3 separate regions of the Zea mays genome follow, and all the other regions are linked to region 2. The links are chromatin contacts, called in public Hi-C maps. All regions are on one chromosome and are shown on one strand. The core of a region is the stretch at or near the end of the contact, and the rest is flanking DNA. Distances in the headings are between cores, read along the strand shown. Region 1 holds the start of LOC541889 (plasma membrane intrinsic protein 2). Region 2 holds the start of LOC100276256. Region 3 has its middle 18 kb from the start of LOC103653810.

Region 1 (2,801 bases), core at 25-2,524, 280 kb before region 2:
TTTGGTTGTTTGGTCATTTGTTCATCTCACATGATGGTTCTAACAATATGCACAAATCTTATACATCTCTCTCGTAGTTTCATAAACTACGAGAGAGATATATGTTTTATGAACAAATTTATTTTTATTTTATCATATGAAGAAATGTTCAAAATATAAATTATATATCATGATGAGTTATACAAATTTGTAGTTGAAAACTTTTTCATTTGAATTAATTTACTGCTTTAAAATGTGATTTTTAAATTGTCTTTGCCTAGTGTTGAAAAATGCACTCGGTAAAGAAGCTCTTTGCCGAGTCTTTTATTTTTGACACTCGGCTTCTACGAGTGTTTTCTTTTACCGAGGTTTTTTTGCGTGGCATTCGGCAAAGAACCTCTTTGCCGAGTGCCGAAAAAAAAACACTCGGCAAAATATTTGGCGCTCGGCAAAGAGCCAAATTCCGGTAGTGAATATATGGAAATACATGTTTTCATCTTGTTTAGGAAGCAGTATATTTGAGATGATCCTAGGTTCCTAGCATATTGTTGAGAATAACCATTCTATTAAGTAGATTTTCAATGAGCATGCCCTCCAATTTCATTTGTTGACAAGAACTAACAATTTTGAACCGGATTAATGGGTGGCTGCACCGCATCTATATACAACATTTTGTATAAGATGAATATATAGTACCTTTTATTCATCTTTCTAGCTTAAAATTCAAATAAATAATCATACAAATAATTATACTGAATATATAATAATAACTCATATGTAGTCCGTAGTCGAATAACTGTGGTTTTACACGCGCGTGTGGCGCGTGCATTTTAACTAGTTCACCTTATTCTTCTGACAAGTTCCTCCTTCCTAGTAGCCACAGTTTACGGCCATGCATGTATCGCCACACGCAACTGAGAAGCTGGACCAGTAATTGAAATCACCAGCGGTTTTTGTGTTTTCAATTCGCTTTTTTTTTTTTTTTTTCAAAACGTCAGCACACAAACCATATAGAATTATGTGAATAGCCCTTCGGTTGATCACTGGCCACCAGTTCGACTCTGGCGTGACATAATGATGAGGGTTTAGTCGGTTGTGGGCGGCAAATTATTGTATACAAAAAAAACTCTAACTAACCAGAAACCAAACCTTATCCCTGACTAAATTATACTACGTATTTTGTAATCAATTAAGCGAGGCGATGAGCTCGTCCTCTCTCTTGCACGAGCCGTCCTCCCACGCCCCACGCATATATACCTCGGCCTCTCGAGTCTCCGGCCTCACAACACACAACAAGCAAAGCGAAGCGCGCGCACAGAGATCTAGCTGAGCTACTAGCTATAGCAGCAGCTGCTGCAGGTCTCCTGACATGGCGAAGCAGGACATCGAAGCATCGGGGCCCGAGGCCGGCGAGTTCTCGGCCAAGGACTACACGGACCCTCCGCCGGCGCCGCTCATCGACGCGGATGAGCTCACCAAGTGGTCCCTCTACCGCGCGGTCATCGCCGAGTTCATCGCCACGCTGCTCTTCCTCTACATCACCGTGGCCACCGTCATCGGGTACAAGCACCAGACGGACGCGGCGGCGTCGGGCCCCGACGCGGCGTGCGGCGGCGTGGGCATCCTCGGCATCGCGTGGGCCTTCGGCGGCATGATCTTCATCCTCGTCTACTGCACCGCCGGCATCTCAGGTCCCGCGGCCGGCCTTGCACGCACGCAGCATGCATATGCCGCCTTCGTCCACTCCAACCGTGTGATGTGTGTGTGTGACACGTAGATGTATGTATGTATGCATGCATGCAGGTGGGCACATCAACCCGGCCGTGACCTTCGGCCTGTTCCTGGCGAGGAAGGTGTCCCTCGTCCGCGCCCTGCTCTACATCATCGCGCAGTGCCTGGGCGCCATCTGCGGCGTCGGCCTCGTCAAGGGCTTCCAGAGCGCCTACTACGTGCGCTACGGCGGCGGCGCCAACGAGCTCAGCGACGGCTACTCCAAGGGCACCGGCCTCGCCGCCGAGATCATCGGCACCTTCGTGCTCGTCTACACCGTCTTCTCCGCCACCGACCCCAAGCGCAGTGCCCGTGACTCCCACGTCCCGGTGAGCACACACATAGATTACATATATGAATGAATATATACCACAGTTAATTGATTCAGTACTGGTGCACTGCTCATATACATATGAAGTTATGAACCCATGTATACAGCAGTAGAGCACTAATGAACTGTGTGTGGAGTTTATGCATGGTAGCTTTGGTGCAAGCTAGCTCGCTAGAGTGCAGACTGAAGACTTTAACAGTAATTAAAAATTAGAGCGCAATGCAAAGTGTTTACATCAACACAAAAACCTTCACGTCGCAAGTCGTCCCACTTTCTGAATACCTCTAGGTAGTAGTGTCGTCTGAATTAATTTCTACTGCTGCGGTATATATATATAGGAATTAAGGCTGAGTAGCTCATGAACCCGGCGAATCGAGTGTTTTCCTGCCACAATTAGACGTTCCATGTAGGGCACTGGGCACGCACTGGGAGCAACGGTCCCAAATCGAGCTCCCAGAATCAGGAGCATGTGAAGATGTATCTTGCTGCATATGCCAATAAGCAGACAGGAAGATTCTCTCTTGCGTAGCGTAGTAGGCAGCAGCAGTGCGTGTCTTACAGCGAACGTGAGGTGGCAGCGATTGGTTTGCGAATGATTGTACTACTTCGATAATACATCACAGTAGCATGTGTTAGGGATAGCGACAAGGTGCAAAATTCCAAGAGAAACTTCTGGTCGAGTGGTTACTTATTTTGCCTTCAGATTCGGTGATACATCCCT
Region 2 (2,856 bases), core at 326-2,825:
ACAACACTCAGCATTATGAAACCATAAACTACCTCCATCCTGAATATAATGGATTTTCAGTTGGCTTAAGACAAACCATCCTAATTTTGACCAAATTTGTAGAAAAGAACAATAATATTTACAAGATCAAATGAACTTTATTATATATATTATGGTGTGCGAAAGGGTCTCTAGCCTAGTGGTTAAGGGTTTCCGAGTAGAACCTTCAAGTCTTGGGTTCGTTTCCCCTTGGGGGCAAATTTTCTAGTTTGGTTTAAAAAATCTCCTCGCTGTGTTCTATCCGCTCTCGGGTTACGATGTCCTGTGCGCCACCCTCTGGTTAGGCCGTTGCAGAGTGGACAGTTAACGTCGACCCGTTAGTGATGGGGGCCAGGGTTCAGGGATTTTTTCTCGGCCACGACCATTGTTTCGGTCTCTTCTTAATATAATACCAGGAGGAAGGTCATTCCCTCCCCGGTCGATTTTTTTTAAAAAAAAATCATTGGTGTCGTAGTCTCTAGATATTATTGCTCAGCTCTACAAACTTGGTCAAACTTAGGATTGTTTGACTTAAGACAACTGAATATCCATTATATTCCAGGACCGAGGGAGTGGTTATTTAGGCAGCACAAAATCTTGGCAGTTTGACCTCAACTTCAATGCATGGTCATGATCAAATTGTTAAGGAACTGAATAGTAAATATAGGATAAAAAGTCACATTATTAAGGTGAGATGAAAATAGCTACTTAATTCAGTTTTTTTTTCAACATTTATATGGCAGTATATCTTACAGTTCCATATATCTTACGTAATATTTGCAACAAAACTTTCCTCATCTTGGAAGAAAGTTAATTCAGAATAAATGGCAGTATATCTTACTTGTTGAGGCCATCATTCAACAATTGCAGCTCCGGATAGGACCACTCCACAGCCAACGGTGCAGTATACTTGAGGTTCTGGCAAGAAAACTCAGCACTCATGTTTGGTGAACCAGTGGATACAATCGTTGAAGTTGTAGTGTTCAACATCGCCATATTGCCATTCATTCCACTGGAAGTGTCTAGACAAACTGGTATGGCTCCTGATACACTAGTAACTGAACTCGTCTGAAATGAAACCACATGTTGGTTGCAGAATGAATGTGGAAATACCCCGTAGTGATTAGGATCTGTTGACATCTGCATGCCAGAAGTAATTTTGCTCTCCCACTTCGCCCTCACGAACACGTCATCAGGCTTCACAGGACACTTATAAGTTGTCAAGCCCTCTTGAAACTTTCTTCCAAGATGAGGAAAGTTTTGTTGCAAATATTACAGTTCCATTGTCAGAGAACCCAGATAAGCTCGGCAACCAGGGCTCCATAAACTCATCAAAGTAACCATGGATGTCATCCAAACTATGATGGTAATTTGCAAAGCTTGACTGAACAAATCTTTCTTCAAACAAAAGTACTCAGTTCTGAGAGACTTCCACATTAGACATGAAACAAGAAACATTGGTGAATCTGGTCCTCGGGAACAATAAAAAAGAGCTAGAGAATTTTTTATCAAACACGTAGAAGAGCTAAATATCATTATATTAAGAACTACAGATTCGACAGCTCACAAAGTAGTAAAATAATCACAATGCAATCCAATTCAAAATAAACTTCCAGCTGGTGAGCGAGAACCAACTTTTCAAAGAGAAGAACCAGTAATCACTTCACAAGAAGAAGAATACCATCCAATGCACAGTCAGTTTGTTTTTTATTGCAGTCAAATGTCCTCAATAACTAGGTACTCACATGGGTCTTACAAGAAGTGGCTAACCAAAGCTGGCACAACTAGATGGACTATCATTAGCACTTACATATACGAAAAAATAATTCAACCATGTCAGCAGCAGAACACTATAGTACACAGAGCAAGAGTCTTACATTCAGTACAAGTTAATTATATCAAAAGCACATCATAGAGACATAGATGAATTTACAAACACGAGTGCATGTTTCTGTTTGTAAAGATAGTACTAACATCATGGTAGGACGTAGGAGCGAGTTGTGGGACTTCTCAGGGGAATTGAACATGAGATTTTTCACCGCAACAAAGCACCAAAACTGAAACGAACTATCCAAAGTTGACGACACAAGGTTTTAATCATGCCTTCAGTCTTGACAAATCGAAGAGGAGATTAGCAAAATAACCTTTTGAAAACTAGCCTTCTCTAGGGACTGTACAATACCAACAGAAGCTAACAAGAAGGCAGAGAGTCCAAACCCTCCAGCACCTTCGGTGGACACTGGACACAGACACCTCAAGATGGAGACCGCTGCAGACAATAGATCGAACTGGTCGTACACTAGAGAAGCAGCACGGGAAGACTCGAACGAAAAGGAAGAAACCAAATCAAGCAACGATGATTACACGAAAGACGGTGGCCCCCAGGCGCTATCCGTGAGGAGCTCGCTTTCCACATCGAATTCCACGGCAGCCCGAGCGACCGCCAAGCTCCCTTCGTTCCACTAGGTCACGCAAACGAACGGAAAAAAAAAGCACTAACGCACGAGCGCAGCGGCCCGGCCGCCGGCCGGCACCAAATCGGGGTGTTTTCCGGATCACGCTACCGAACTCCATGAGCCCAGTAAATCAAGAAACGCACCTGTGCCGGAGCCGCAGCGCAGCAGCGGCAGAAGACGCAAGGGTGCAGGGGGGCGCAGCAGCTATAGCGATCGATCCTGCCGTGAATGGAGTGTGAGGTGGTGGTCTCTTCTTCGCCGTGCCGTGTGCTTGGTTGGCCTTCTTTAAATGGTGGTGCCGTCCGGCTTTGTGCGCTCCAATGGAAAAGGCAGGCAGGGTGCGGGGGAGAGGAGGGGAGAGCGCAACTAAAAAGCGGCGGCC
Region 3 (2,700 bases), core at 162-2,661, 320 kb before region 2:
TCGATAGAATCTAGATCCCAGAGGATCAAAATTTGTCCCGATGACAGCTGTTGTACTCTTTTTCCCTTTGTGAGTTTTCTTGAAGTTTCTCACATGAGGTTTTTAACGAGGCAACAAAGTGCAAATGCAATTTGTATCACCATGCACTCTTTCTCCACTTTTTTCCCACTGGGTTTTCGGAGTTTTAACGAGACATGTGTTGGTCGCGGTATTCGCCCAAGGGGGAGTGTTAAGTAACCCTAGTTAGGGTTATGTGGGCAAATACCGGCTTTGCCCCTGAGGGGTCTCACATCTCTATATAAGGAACCTGTACACCTCTTCATATGACAGAGATCAGAAAGAGGCCAGAGGCCCAACCCTATATCCAGTGTCTCGTGTGTTTCCTCTGTCGTGCTTATGGAAAGTGAGACGGGTTAATGGGAAGTGAGACGGGTTATCTACATCTTCTTGCGCCTCTACTGCTGACGGGAGGGAAGGGAACGGATCTGGTGATCCGTGGTAACGTAGTTCTCAACAGTATGTTCTCCAATGGCATTGCTGCGAAGGCTTCCGTATGGATATCCGACCTCGTTACTGGGCCAGCAAATTTTCTGGGTTGGGTCTAAAATACTTCAGAAATAAGTTTTCAATGAAAAAAAAGAAAGATGAACGTACCTTTTCCCATCTATCTATTAAAGTGAGATCACGGACCCGCATGAATAAACTCTTCTTTTCTACCGGTATCCTTGTACGATCCATCCTCCTCAGAGGATGATGATCATGGGAGCCTTTGGCTAGGTTCGAAGCCACACAGAAACCCAGAGGCAATTTGAACAGCGAAGGAATTAATTCGACACGATCAAGCGGTATAAAATTAGTAAATTTTTACCCCAATACCGATACGTTTACATTATTTGCATCAGAGTTCGCAGCTGTATGTATTGAAGTGTCAATCTAACTTCGGTCTCATAAAGACCAATTACGTCAATCTAGCAGCCGGCCAGCTGATGACCGGACGGTTAGGCGGCCCAGCTACAACCCAGCTAAAAATAGTGGGCTAGTTATGTCTCAGGGGCAGATCTAGGGGCAGATCTAGGCATTCGATTTTATCCGACGCTCGGTTTTTTCGGTATTTAGGGCTAGTTTTGGAACTTCGGATTTCTAATTTTCCAAGAAAAAATAAACTAATTTTTCTTAGAAAAATTAAAACCCCGTGAGAAAATGAGGTTCCCAAACTAGCCTTTAGAAAATTCGAAAATTCGAGTTTTAGGTATTGAGAACCGAATGAAAACCGAAAATTCAGTTATCCGATACTCACTGTCAGTTTTCGGTCTTACCCGAAAAATGTAAGCATCACTCATCAGCACTTCAGCAGCAATATAACGATAGGGATCCACCCTCCTCTGGTCCACTGACCACCGTCCTGTCCGTCCAGCAGAGCAACACATCCAAGCATCGAACGGCCCATCGCACATACAGGTCCAGGCGCCCAGCTGAGAGCCAACTCAGTCCAGACTCAAATATATGCAAAATTGCAAGCACAAGTGCACAACTTAATCACTAACCACTTAGGCTCTATTCGGTTTCCACGGATTGGAGCTCTAGACTGGTTCTTAGCCGGATTACTTCTCTAATTTATATAAATTTTGATGAGCTGGAACGAATATCGGTTCAATCATAGAGAAACGAACGGGCCAATCAGTAACCATACTCAAATATATACCAATAGCCCAGGCCCTAGGGCTCGCGCGGCCAGCACAACCTCGACCACCATTTCTATGATTCTGTCCATTCACTGATTCACGTCTCAAACTCAAATATAGCAAAGCCACAAAGGCACTGACAGAGTGACAGAGACAGTAATAGTCCAACACCAAGTTTACATAAAAACAAATATAGCATGAAACATGACTTAACAATTTACCACTGACTTTCTAACCATCTAACTCCATCACTTTGCATAAACAAATATGCATAACTTTCTAAAGATCAAATGGCAGTGGGGTACCTGGCAGTAGTAATAATGTCTATATATGCATATGCATAGATGTAGACATGTTTGGGTTACATAACTAAAATTATCTATGTGACTAACTTTTTTGTTAACATAGCAGAAAATGATGAAATGAGAGTGAATTACCATTATAGAGAAGTTTCTTATCTATAAATACTATTATAGAGAAGTCTAATTAATTAGTACTATTGTGGAGAAGCCTCTTCTAACGAGTACAATAATAGCAAAAAGGCCTCACACATTACTGTATATGTACATATACATAATTAATCCACAAATCCACGAACGTGTGAGCACTTAACTATCAAGCATTTAAGTATGACAAGATGAAGGATTTCCACATACGATCAGAAGATCAATCGAACGATGGCGATTAGCATAGCTGCTCAGGCGATGGTCAGACAGCGGGGTCACTGACGGTGATGGACATCGAGCAGAGGGACGATCATCAAGCAATGACGATGGGCGGATCTCTAGGGTTTCTTACTTTTGATAGATGGTGCCTCACGGCACGAAGGCGTCATCGACGTCCTTGTAGCTCCACCGAACACTCTTCGCCGCTGCAGTCGCTTGGCCCCATATGAGCCGCATGATGGATGGCTGCTCGAGACTAGGTGTTGGGGACTTGTTCTCAAATGCTATGAGTCAAGAACAAGGCAACATAGAAAATGTTAGTCGGTAAAGTCCTTCGTCCTTCGAAGCATTAT

What was found. A called contact is a pair of places that touch in the nucleus more often than the background predicts.
Region 1: a Hi-C map of tassel shows a contact between it and region 2, with 2.5 times the contacts expected there. The contact joins the promoter of LOC541889 here to the promoter of LOC100276256 in region 2. A contact is called at or near these places in 3 of 25 Hi-C or Micro-C datasets (ear, leaf and tassel).
Region 3: a Hi-C map of ear shows a contact between it and region 2, with 2.6 times the contacts expected there. The contact joins the enhancer-like site here to the promoter of LOC100276256 in region 2. A contact is called at or near these places in 2 of 25 Hi-C or Micro-C datasets (ear and an unstated tissue).

What each region holds. Positions count from the first base shown.
Region 1 is chr4:149,012,682-149,015,482 of Zm-B73-REFERENCE-NAM-5.0, forward strand. LOC541889 (plasma membrane intrinsic protein 2) reads left to right here and starts at 1,275. Exons shown (of 4, transcript NM_001111555.1): 1 at 1,275-1,670; 2 at 1,783-2,078. The coding sequence starts at 1,349.
Region 2 is chr4:149,287,681-149,290,536 of Zm-B73-REFERENCE-NAM-5.0, forward strand. LOC100276256 reads right to left here and starts at 1,576. Exons shown (of 8, transcript NM_001150088.1): 1 at 860-1,576. The coding sequence starts at 1,164.
Region 3 is chr4:148,969,385-148,972,084 of Zm-B73-REFERENCE-NAM-5.0, forward strand. No RefSeq gene overlaps it. Among protein-coding and RNA genes, the nearest start is that of LOC103653810, 18 kb to the left of the region's middle. Within about 2 kb of position 1,412, at least 14 of the 20 cell types and tissues checked have an H3K27ac peak or open chromatin away from gene starts, as enhancers often do. A contact at or near this core is called in ear, where this site is marked.